Regions from separate parts of the Mus musculus genome. Here region 1 is linked to region 2. The links are chromatin contacts, called in public HiCAR-type maps. All regions are on one chromosome and are shown on one strand. Each heading gives the region's core, a stretch centred on a gene start, on an enhancer-like site or on the middle of the called end of the contact. The rest is flanking DNA. Distances are from core to core; before and after follow the strand shown.

The links. HiCAR-type assays count read pairs that join an accessible place to other places.
Region 1: a HiCAR-type map of Th17 cells shows a contact between it and region 2, with 5 times the contacts expected there. The contact joins two enhancer-like sites. A contact is called at or near these places in 2 of 39 promoter capture datasets (liver and pre-B cells) and 3 of 115 datasets of contacts at active chromatin or transcription factors (Th17 cells, regulatory T cell precursor and thymic regulatory T cells).

What each region holds. Positions count from the first base shown.
Region 1 is chr1:80,745,141-80,750,586 of GRCm38.p6, forward strand. The region is part of intron 1 of Dock10 (dedicator of cytokinesis 10); the gene reads right to left. Among named protein-coding and RNA genes, the nearest start is that of Dock10, 11 kb to the right of the region's middle. Within about 2 kb of position 1,336, at least 71 of the 459 cell types and tissues checked have an H3K27ac peak or open chromatin away from gene starts, as enhancers often do. A contact at or near this core is called in Th17 cells, regulatory T cell precursor and thymic regulatory T cells, where this site is marked.
Region 2 is chr1:78,535,278-78,540,408 of GRCm38.p6, forward strand. Mogat1 (monoacylglycerol O-acyltransferase 1) reads left to right here. Exons shown (of 7, transcript NM_026713.3): 7 at 2,667-2,896. The coding sequence ends at 2,821. Among named protein-coding and RNA genes, the nearest start is that of Mogat1, 27 kb to the left of the region's middle. Within about 2 kb of position 2,459, at least 301 of the 459 cell types and tissues checked have an H3K27ac peak or open chromatin away from gene starts, as enhancers often do. A contact at or near this core is called in Th17 cells, regulatory T cell precursor and thymic regulatory T cells, where this site is marked.

The DNA.
Region 1 (5,446 bases), core at 86-2,585, 2.2 Mb after region 2:
ATCTTTTGTTTTCAGAGACATCCGTTCCAAATCCCTGGAGCCTGTGAATGTACTTGCACAGAAAGGGGGGCATTGCAGATGTATTTAGGATGAAAGGCCTGGATATCATGAGATGGTCAAGGCCATGGCATAAATCTTTATCAGCAAAAGAGAGAAGCAGAAGAAAGGGTCAAAGAGATGTAACATATAATGACCTTGACCCACGATGGTTTGCTTTGACAATGGAAGAAGGAGCCATGGCCAAGGAAGGTGATTTCAGTCTACATTCAACAAAATAGGGACTTATACCTAACAAATTCAAGGATCTGAATTCTAGGACAACAACAATGAGCACGAAACACATTTTCCTTGAATTCCTTCAGAAAGAGACACCGCCCTGGCGAATGCCCTGACCATAACCAGGTGAGGTTTTTGTCTTAGTCAGGGTTTGTATTCCTGCACAAAAACATCTTGACCAAGAAACTAGTTGGAGAGAAAAGGGCTTATATAGCTTACACTTCCAGATTGCTGTTCATCACCACAGGAAGTCAGGCCAGGAACAGAAGGCAGGAACTTGGAGGCAGGAGCTGATGCAGAGGCCATGGAGGGATGCTGCTTACTGACTTGCTCAGCTTGCTCTCTTATAGAACCCAAGACTACAAGCCCAGGGATGACACCACTCACAATGAGCTGGGTCCTCCCCCTTTGATCACTAATTGAGAAAATGCCTTACAGCTGGATCTCATGGAGGCATTTCCTCAAGGGAGGCTCCTTTCTCTGTGATAACTCCAGCATGTGTCAAGGGGACACACAAAACCAGCCAGTCCAGGCCTTTACCAGCTTCTCGCCTATATGAAACATCAAAGCTACTTAGCACTAGATTTGTAGTCATTGGTCATAGAAGCAGCAGAAATCTATTGACAAAATTCAAATCCTACCAAGCCAGGTTCAGCCAAGTCTCACTCAGTGCTCAGGACACTGAGAGATCAGGTGTAGTCATTTAGATTTGGTGATCAAAAAGTCAGCTCACAGGAGTGGCTCAAACCCAAGAGCACATTTGCATCCTTTCTACATTCATAACCCGAGAGGTTCATGTTCTCAACTGGATGACAAATGCACTCACTCATTTTTAAGACATCGGTACAGAGTCCCAGCAAACGACAGGAAATAGAAACCTCAAGTGTTCAAGATACGAGTAGGTCTGTACACCCAGCTTAGCTAGATTCAGACTCCTGAAACCCCTCGGCAAGCAGTCCTCCTGTAGCTGGAAAGCCCCTACACTTTCACTGGAGAGTCCAAGGAAAAACAAGCAGAGTTATCTACCTCTGCTTTATGACACAGACGTAGACTCACTGTTACAGCTGTTGCACATGGCCTGTAGAGGAGAGACACAGGTCTCATGACCCTGTAACCCTGAGCACATCCTGTGACTTAGCTTCCTTTCTCTTTCAGATGCATTTTCCATTTAGATTTAAATGTTTAGTGTTGTAGACTATTGAGGAATTCACATTTTTTTCCTTTTTTTTTTTTTTTTTTTGCAACATAAACTTTAGGTTGTACTTGTTTATAAAGTTGCTGGCAGAAACAAAATTTCACCTAAAACTTTAAATGGCTAAACATATATCTCCAAATATCTAAACATCATCTCCAGTACCCTAGCCTCTGCTCTTTGCATGGTTCCCTCCCACCCTGAAGTGAACACACTGCAGGTACCCTGCCCTGTGTCAGTGTGGCTGCAAGTGGGACCAGCTGACCAAGGAACAAACTCTTTCTCAACCTCTCTGAAATGATAATGTGCTTAGAGTAAGTCATATGAGTCATGGAGACAAAACTAACCCCGACAGAGTGAGAGAGAGCAAGAGAGGAGAGAGAGGAGAGAGAGAGAGAGAGAGAGAGAGAGAGAGAGAGAGAGAAGCTCTCATTGCCTAATCAGTGATTGACAGGGCAGGGTAGACTTGGGCAGGGGGAACCATTCCTGTTTTTGTTTTTCTTTTCCTTTTTAAAAATTAATTAATTATTTTATTTATTATCATCCCAAATGTACCCTGGGCCATGCTCTTTGGTTTGTGGCTCAGAGTCTGAGCCACATTTTTTTTTTTTCTGTCAGCTGTGTGGATAGGGGTTTTCCCGAGACCATGAACCTTCAGAGTCCTTTAAAGGATGCTCTATGACTGAAGTGAATCTTTTGCTTCTCTTAGGGTAGAGGAACCTGACTTGCTCTACCTTATCATGGTCCAGTCCCCCTTTGGCAAGTCCCATGCTTCTTGTAAGTAGTCATGCCTCTCACTGATGATGATCATTTTAGTACTAGCATTTTTACTTAGATGTAAAACATTTGAACCAGTTCTTTCTGTTGCTAAGGTCAGGTATCTTAATCAATTTGGTAGTGTGACAAATGAAAACTAAACAAAACGAACGAACAAACAAACAAAATACAGAGTAGCTTTGTGCTCTGAATAATCTTCTTAACATCACAAAGAACATCTTAGATTTTCAGAACTAAAAAGCATCTTTCCAGGTCTTAGTGTTTGCCATTTTATTTTAGAAGCAATCCAAAGGTTAATAACATGGTCACAGTTGCATTGCCTGGAAACCACACTTGCTAGTTTAAAAAAAAAAAAAAACAAGATGCATTTTTCAAATTGATTGTGGTACTCAGGAAGGTTCTGGAAGAATATTATCTGTACATGTTGGTATGCCAATAAACATTATTATAGCACTTTCAGAACAAATTTATAGCTTTTCGTCCTGCACTTTATAATAATAAAGCAAAACAAAATACAATTTTATTCACTTTTTAAAAAATGACATCTTCTTTTAGAACAAATGGCTGATTTTAAATAAACAAAGGATATGAAAAACATAAAAAGTAAGTATCTTTACACAGCAGTTCTTCCCATTCGCAGTACCTTCCCCAGTATGACAGAGTTTTAACATCTCTCACAATTGGTGAAGATTTCCTAGCTACATGCAATTCCTTTCTTTTCATGCCAGAGTTAGGACAAAGGGATCCTGAGCAGCTTATTAAATAAACAATGCATGTTCAAGAATAATTCAATTATCATATCTCACTGAATATTAAGTTCTGTTAAGTTTTTTGTTGGCTTGTTTGCCGAGTCAAATGTTGGTGCCTGTGTTCTTTTTATAGAATATGTGATTTGAAAGGCCAAAAGTTATTGGTCATTTTGACAGCCTTAATTAGTCATTTAAATTTGTAATTACTGAAACCATTACAGGGAGGGAAAAGCTCAGTGCGTTGATCATAAATGGTGTCATCTTTTCAAATAGACTCCCTGCCAATCTTTTGTTAAATTCTGCCATTTTGGTAATAAGCTTAAATTAAAGAGCTCCCCAGCTTCCCAAATTCTATGTCAGGAGAAAAGGTATGCTTTAATTAGATTAGAAAAACAAAGAACTTTCATATATCTCAGAAGCAGAAATGAAAGGGGCCTTTGAATGGTGCAGTTCTATGAGCTCTCTTCATTTTAGACCCAGGCATGTCCACTTCAGTCCAATTGTAGAATATTAATGCTTTCCCAAGGCAAATGTTTTTGTCTATTGCCACTAACTCATTCAAATTCATTAAATGTTATTATTTCTACATCATTAAATGTAGGTCAACATGTCTAGTCCAGCAAACACCAGCATTTATTTCCATCCTGGAAACACTGTTGTGAATGATAAGCAAACAAATATGACTCTGAAGGAAAGAAAGCCCCTTGTTGGTAAACAGGAAAACCATCATATCAAGACTAAAAGAGACAATGTAATAGATGCAATTTGCAATCCAACCACTCCGTGCTTATCTTGCCAAAAAATGTGTTTGTGTAGAAGGAGAAGAATGGAATGATGTTCCTTTTAGAACTGAAAGATCCTTTGTTGGCAAAACTTAACCCATTCTGTCCCAACCCCATAGCTGAGTGTACTGGCTAGTTTTGTGTCAACTTGACACAGCAGGAGTTTCAATTGGGGAAGTGCCTCCATGAGATCCAGCTGTGGGGTATTTTCTCAATTAGTGATCAAATGGGGAGGTCCCTTTGTGGGTGGTGCCAAGTCTTGGGTTCTATAAGAGAGCAGGCTGAGCAAGCCAGGGGAAGCAGGCAAGCCAGTGAAGAACATACCTCCATGCCCTCTTCATCAGCTCCTGCTCCCTGACTTGCTTGAGTTCCAGTCCCGACTTCTTTCAGTGATGAACAGCAATGTGGAAATGTAAGCTGAACAAACCCCCCCCCCCCCCCCCAACTGCTTCTTGGTCATGATGTTTGTGCAGGAATAGAAACCCTGACTAAGCCACTGAGAAACAACTAAGCACCAAAACTGACACCCTAGAGAGCATCACTCCCAATATCTCATGCCGCTCAGATGTCACAAGTGAAACTGTTCAGTGGAATAAAAGTATCACTAGTGGTTCACATTCAGAAGCTGTTTTAGAAACTTGGACCGAATGGCTTCCTTTACTCTTGGGTGCTAACTCCATATCAAATGAGGCTCTTCCTCTCTTCCTACCTGGTAGAGTATTTGCACCATTTAGGAGAAGCTCAGATCATGAAGTCAGACTGCTTGCGATAGACTGTAAATTCACCATTCACTTGCCAATCAAGGGCAAGTTCCTTGTCTGTGAGCATTTTTCCTCACTATGAAATGTGAAAAGGAACCCGTTGCCAAAGTTGATTGTAAATAGACTGTGCAAGTAAAATACCTAATACACAGGGCATCTTAGTGTCTTCCTATTGATTGTTTGACCCATGCGTGAAGATTGTGAAGATTATGCCTTAAAGGATATTGTTATCTCACACTAACAGCAAATCCTACTTTCACTACAACCTCCACCCAGCCTATTGTCCTAGCGCTCCTTAAGTGCTTCAGTTGCAGTAAGAAAGCATCACCCCTACATTTACTTTCAGACAGTAAGGAGGATATAAAAGAATTGCAAGAGACAAGTTCAAAATATCACTGTGGGCAGCACTGTGAGCCATGAAACCAACAAAGCAGAGTAATGAGACCTTAGAGAAGTGGATAGAAAACTTCCTAGTGATGTCCAGTTCAGCACTCCTAAGCCAGTCATGTCTGTGATCTGGAGAACTTATCAGAACTTTGAAGCAGAGGAACTGCAAAGGCAAGTACCAATCATAGCATTTTTTATTGTCTTTTTTTTATTATTATTTTTGAGACAGTACTTCTCTACATAGTGTAGGTTGATCTAGAATTCACTATATAAACCAGGATGGCCTCAAACTCACTCAAATCCCCCTGCTTTGACCTCCTAAGTGCTGGGATTAGATGTGTGCACCGTCACATCTGGCCCATGATCACCAATCTAGACTCTGAGGCTCTAAAGAAAGAAGTAACATCACACCATGAGCACAAGGGTTGAATATGGAGTTCTAGACTCCAGCTTTGTAGAAACTGCCATTTCCTAACACCTCCCATTGATTAGAAACCAATATGGTTAAACTTTTAAACTCAT
Region 2 (5,131 bases), core at 1,209-3,708:
GAAAAACCCTTCTCGAAAAACAAAAACAAAAAACAAACAAACAAAACCCCCTACTTTAATAAGGGTTCTTAAATGCATTAACCTCCCTTTTAGCCCCTTCCCAATAGAGCTGTAGGAAAGGAAAGGTTAATAAGGCCAAAGAAAGCAAAAACTTCCTGCTTCGCAGGGCCTCACTCTGTAGCTCAGGTTGGCTTGGATCTGTGAGGGAGAGGCAGTGACGGCATCCTCCCTAGGTTGTTCACGCGATCTATCTAATAGCATCTGATAGACATCCGTAAGCCTTAACGCTTTTAATAAGGGTTCAGTCCAATTTCAAGAAGCAGGAGGCAAGCTGAAGCCACACGGGAGCTTGTTCCCATTGGTCCCACTGCTCCCATGTGGGTGGTTCTCGCCTCACAGCCGCTTGTTCCCATTGGTCCCACTGCTCCCAGGTAGGTGGTTCTCCCCTCACAGCCGCTAGATGAGCTTCCTTGAGTTTTGTAGTCTAAGTATGGTCTCGATGATGATCAAATTGTCCCTTTATTACCTCTAGCTTATCCCTAAAAAGCATTGAGCTTTTCTAACCTTCTAATCCAGTTAGGGGACAGCTTAGGAACTGGAGGAAGGGATGCTAGGCTTAAATATTAAGTTCCTGTGATTTGGAACTTTTAACATCTCAGAGGAAAGCAGGAAGGGCTATGCTCATCTTACAAGGAGAACATCTTATGATTACTTCAGTCGAAAGGGGTAGATTTGAGCTCCTGGGAGAAGCTGCTGAAATATAACGGAACTTAATAAGAAGGGACTTAGTTAGCTGTGGTGTCCTTCCTAGGGAAAGAAGCCCTAATTGAGAGGTTGAGAGGTCACAATTCCTATAACAGTAAGCTGTTTTTACTCTGCCTTAGACAGCAATGCCTCTCTCCACAGTCCCCACTTCACCGTCCCGTTGACCTCTCTCCCTGAGGTAGTCTCACTAAAAACTACAGCTATTTCTAAAAGACTACAAGTTTACTGGTCCGTCTGTGTACAGATTTCTCAGATTTCCTTCCTCAAAGGTCACAACTGCGAGGAAGCTTTATAGAACAAGTTGTATTCTCCCATCCCTTGCCCAGGAAACTTTAGGGCAGAGAGAAAACTAAGATGGGTCCAGCCTGCTCACTATGTAGCCAAGGTTGCCCGGGAACTCCCAGCCTTCCTGCCTTCACCTCCTGAGTGCTGAAACTACAGGTATGTGCCAGCACTGGCTTGTTTCCTCCAGTTCTCTCTAATGTGTGTCAAAGGACTGGTGTCTACTGTGCATAAATCAGACTTCGTAAAGATCGAAGGAAACTGCCCTCGAGTGTTTGGAGGCTCGGTCTAGTGAAACACTCAGCAATTAGGGAGTGTCAGTCCTTCCTTCTGTGCCTCTCAACTCCCATATTCATGGTCTTTATCACTTGCTGCCTCTTTATTCCTTCACGATTGCTTAGGTTTTTAAAAAATAACCACCTTCCATTACTGGCACAGGTTCGCTCTGTATGTAGCTTGAAGAAAGACAAAGGAACCCACCCCCACCCGACTCCCCTTTGCGTACTGCATCCCCCCACCCCCACCCCCCTACAGCGGCGCTCACAGTCCTCATGCCCAAGCGAATGACTTCAGAAGGAGTAGTTTGCTTCAAGGTTTGAAGTTAACCACCCGGCTCATCCTGGCCTTGGGCGCATAGCAACACCAGGCCAGCAGGGGGTGCAGTGTATACAGGCCGTCAAAGACTTGTATTTCTGAATTTCCAAATTCTGAGATTGTTATGTAAACGTCTTTTAAAATATGTACAGAAGCCGCCAGATTTATTTACAACCAATAGGTATTTTTGTAATTATACAGATGAAACAGATACTTTTGGGGGGGGGGAACATTCATACGATACAGGTAAAATAAATGTGCTGTTCCCCACCCCTGACCCAATCCCCAAAGGAAAATGTTGATCTTGCCAGGTTTTTCTTGTACACTGAAAATATTGGTGCACCTAGAAATTTATTTTTTTATAGATGGGATCACACTTCATTTTGCAACTTTTCTTAGACATTTTAGGCACTGTGTGTGCCACGTTATTTGTTATTTCTTTTTTTAAAAAAGATAGCTGCCTAAGATTCCGGTGAATAACTGGAATGTAGCTCAGCCTATGTAACTGTTTTCCTAATGAGCTGTGGTTGCTTTCAGTTTTGTGACTAGATGACTTTCTCGCACAGAGACTTCGCTGTAAGTAAGTGACATTTTCAATTGTTCTGAAAGATATTTTTTAAAAAGTCATAATAGAGGATGTCACGTGACCTGAACATTTCACAGTCAGTCACAATAAGAACCCTGTGGTCTTGCTTGTCAGCTGTGCCCAGGGGAGAATGAGAGTGACGTGGCTCGCAGCAACGCCTACTCTGCGCACAGCTGCAGTCGGCACAGCAGCGCATTTGACTCAGAAGTCAAACCACAGAATGACAGCTCAGTGTCTGCTGAGAAGGGAAACTCTTTATTTGTTGTCGAGTGGGATGGTGTGACTGAGGTAGGCAGCCAGTGAGCTGAGGAGAGGACTGGAGCCAGCGGGCTGGAGGGAAGCCGATTGGCAGCCCAGCGCTCAGCTGCCCACGGGAGACCCAGGCTGCGGGTGGAGTGGTGGCTGTCCTCAGGGATGACACGTGCTCTGTTTTCCACAGTTGGCCGCCCCATCCCTGTTCAGCAGACTCTGAACCCGACCTCAGAGCAGATTGAAGAGCTGCATCAGACATACCTAGAGGAGCTAAAGAAACTGTTCAATGAACACAAAGGGAAATATGGGATTCCGGAGCACGAAACTCTGGTATTTAAATAACCTCCTTCCTCCAAGGCATAAGAAAGGAAGGCAAGAAAGCATCGTTGAGAAAATAAATAAATAATTTCTCTGGTTTTTGTTTTGTTTTTGTTTTTTGTTTGTTTGTTTTGACTCTAGAATCAAGTTGCAGCTGAAAAGAATTAGTGGTGAAGACCACTGCTGTTATTTTATACTGTGATAAATAAAAATACAGGAAAATGGAGGTCTGGGGTTATGACCAAGTGGTACAATGCTTACCTACCATGGGTAAGGCTCCAAGGTTGGTTCATAACAGTGGAAAATAAAAATACACTAGATGATTATAGCACAGGATTGAAGATGACTAAGACTTAAAAATCTTCTGAATTTAGGGAGACTATATCATTCTTCAGGTTCCTAAAAGTCTTAGAATTACTCATGCGCTCAGAGCAAAAGCAAAATACCAACTTCAAAGCGCCTCTAGACACTAACTGAGCAATTCTGTGGCTTAGGGTGGTATCGTCACTGAGCAGGGCAGCTGTTGTTTGGCACAGCTGGATATTTAGAGACTGTGTAACTTGGCTTACAGAAAGCTGGAGAGACAGGGCTCTTACGTAAACAGAACATTTGTCACCGAATCATGTCAGTTGTATACTGGGTAACCTAGGTCTTTCAGGTCACATCAATGCATTTTTTTTCTTAAATCAGTGCAGAATTGTTTTGCCATTTTTGAAGCAGGATGAGTCTGCCACTTGGAATCCCATAGGAATGGCCAGAGTCGTTTCGCTTTACACTCAGAAATGGGTGTATTTGCAGTGGCAAGGCAAGTCTTTTTGGAAGATAGCATCGCCCTGTTTTAGGATGCATTGTAGGGTGCTGGAGATGTGGTATGCAACAGGAACACTTGTAATCTTCTCCCCCAAGAGCCTTTTCACTTAATACAGAGTCGGGGCTTCTCTGCTTGCTGGTCTCTCCCTGGTGCCTGGCACAGCTTGGGGCGATCCCAGGGCATAAAATATGTACTTGCCCAGTGGGTGGAACAAATAACATTGCTATAATGTGAAGCTTCTCCTAAAGCTATTCCATAGTAATAGGACCTGTTACAAGCCAGGACCCACAGGAAATGGGAACACTTCCTGCTCTCTAGTTGGCCCACACCAATAATTGACAATCCTACACACTGTCATAAGCTAGTCAGGTGTTGGCTATTTAGTCACTGAGCGGGAGACTGGCACTAAAACCAAGGACCTTTCCAAACCTTCTGCGCTACAGCTGCTTGTGATTAACTCCATCCAACCACAGGTCGCTCCTGTTAACAGGCTTCAAGTTCTCAAGTGTAAAGTCTGGAGAGAACCTGGAATGTGCTCAGTGCCATGCCAGGGCTGGAGAGATAGGCTTTCGAGGACAAGGACTTGAGCTGCAGTGACTAGAACATACAGAAACGCCAGGCACTGTGCTGTGTCCCTGGAATCCGACCCCTGAGGAGATCAAGGAAAGTGGACCACAGGAACTCACTGGCAGGGCAACCCAGTGAGAGACCTTGACTCAGAAAAGATGGCAGACAGCCCCTGTGGAAGGACAGCAGAGAGTGTCCTCTGGCTTCGTTGTGCGTGCCATAGCCATGCACATATGTCCCCATGCATATGTGTGTGCATGCATACATACTACACACACAAAAATCATGCTACACGACAGCAAGAGTGGGAAAGTGGTTCACATAGGGCAGCATGATCCTTCCCAGGTGCTCCACACGCGCCATCTGAGGATCTGTTGTCCCAAAGCTTTGAAATCCATCGTTTTGCCAAAGCAGAGCCTTTAAGTTATTAGAGACCCATGAATCCATCCTTTGAAGATGCTTTTCAAAAGCCTGGGATTGTGATTTCTTGATTTCACAGAGGAGTAAATTTTAATTCCATTTAGTGACGAGGCCAGGCTGATTGTCCATCACAGCTGGATTGCCCAGCTGGCAGCCGAAGTGCAGGCTTGGCAAAGCAGAGTTTGCAAATTGAAGAAAACATTCTCTCGTGAATTTATACAAAATTTTGATCTTAAAAAATGTTAGGCCTAAATGACTCGCAACTTGACATGTGGGAAACGTTATTTTCGATACCTATTATAGACGAGGGTGAACTTACCTCGTAACTTCTTAGGGTCTCCTGGAGACTTAATCAGGCCATGCCAGTGGTCTCTCGGATATTTAGCATAGCTGTAAGTACCACATGGATCTACAGATGGCAAATGGGGGTTTTGTAAGGAATCCATTACATGCAAATGCCACATCACTAGTGCAGTTTCACAGAGGTCTCTCCAGTTGTGAATGTTCCATCTACCATACAATCACATGAAAAGCTT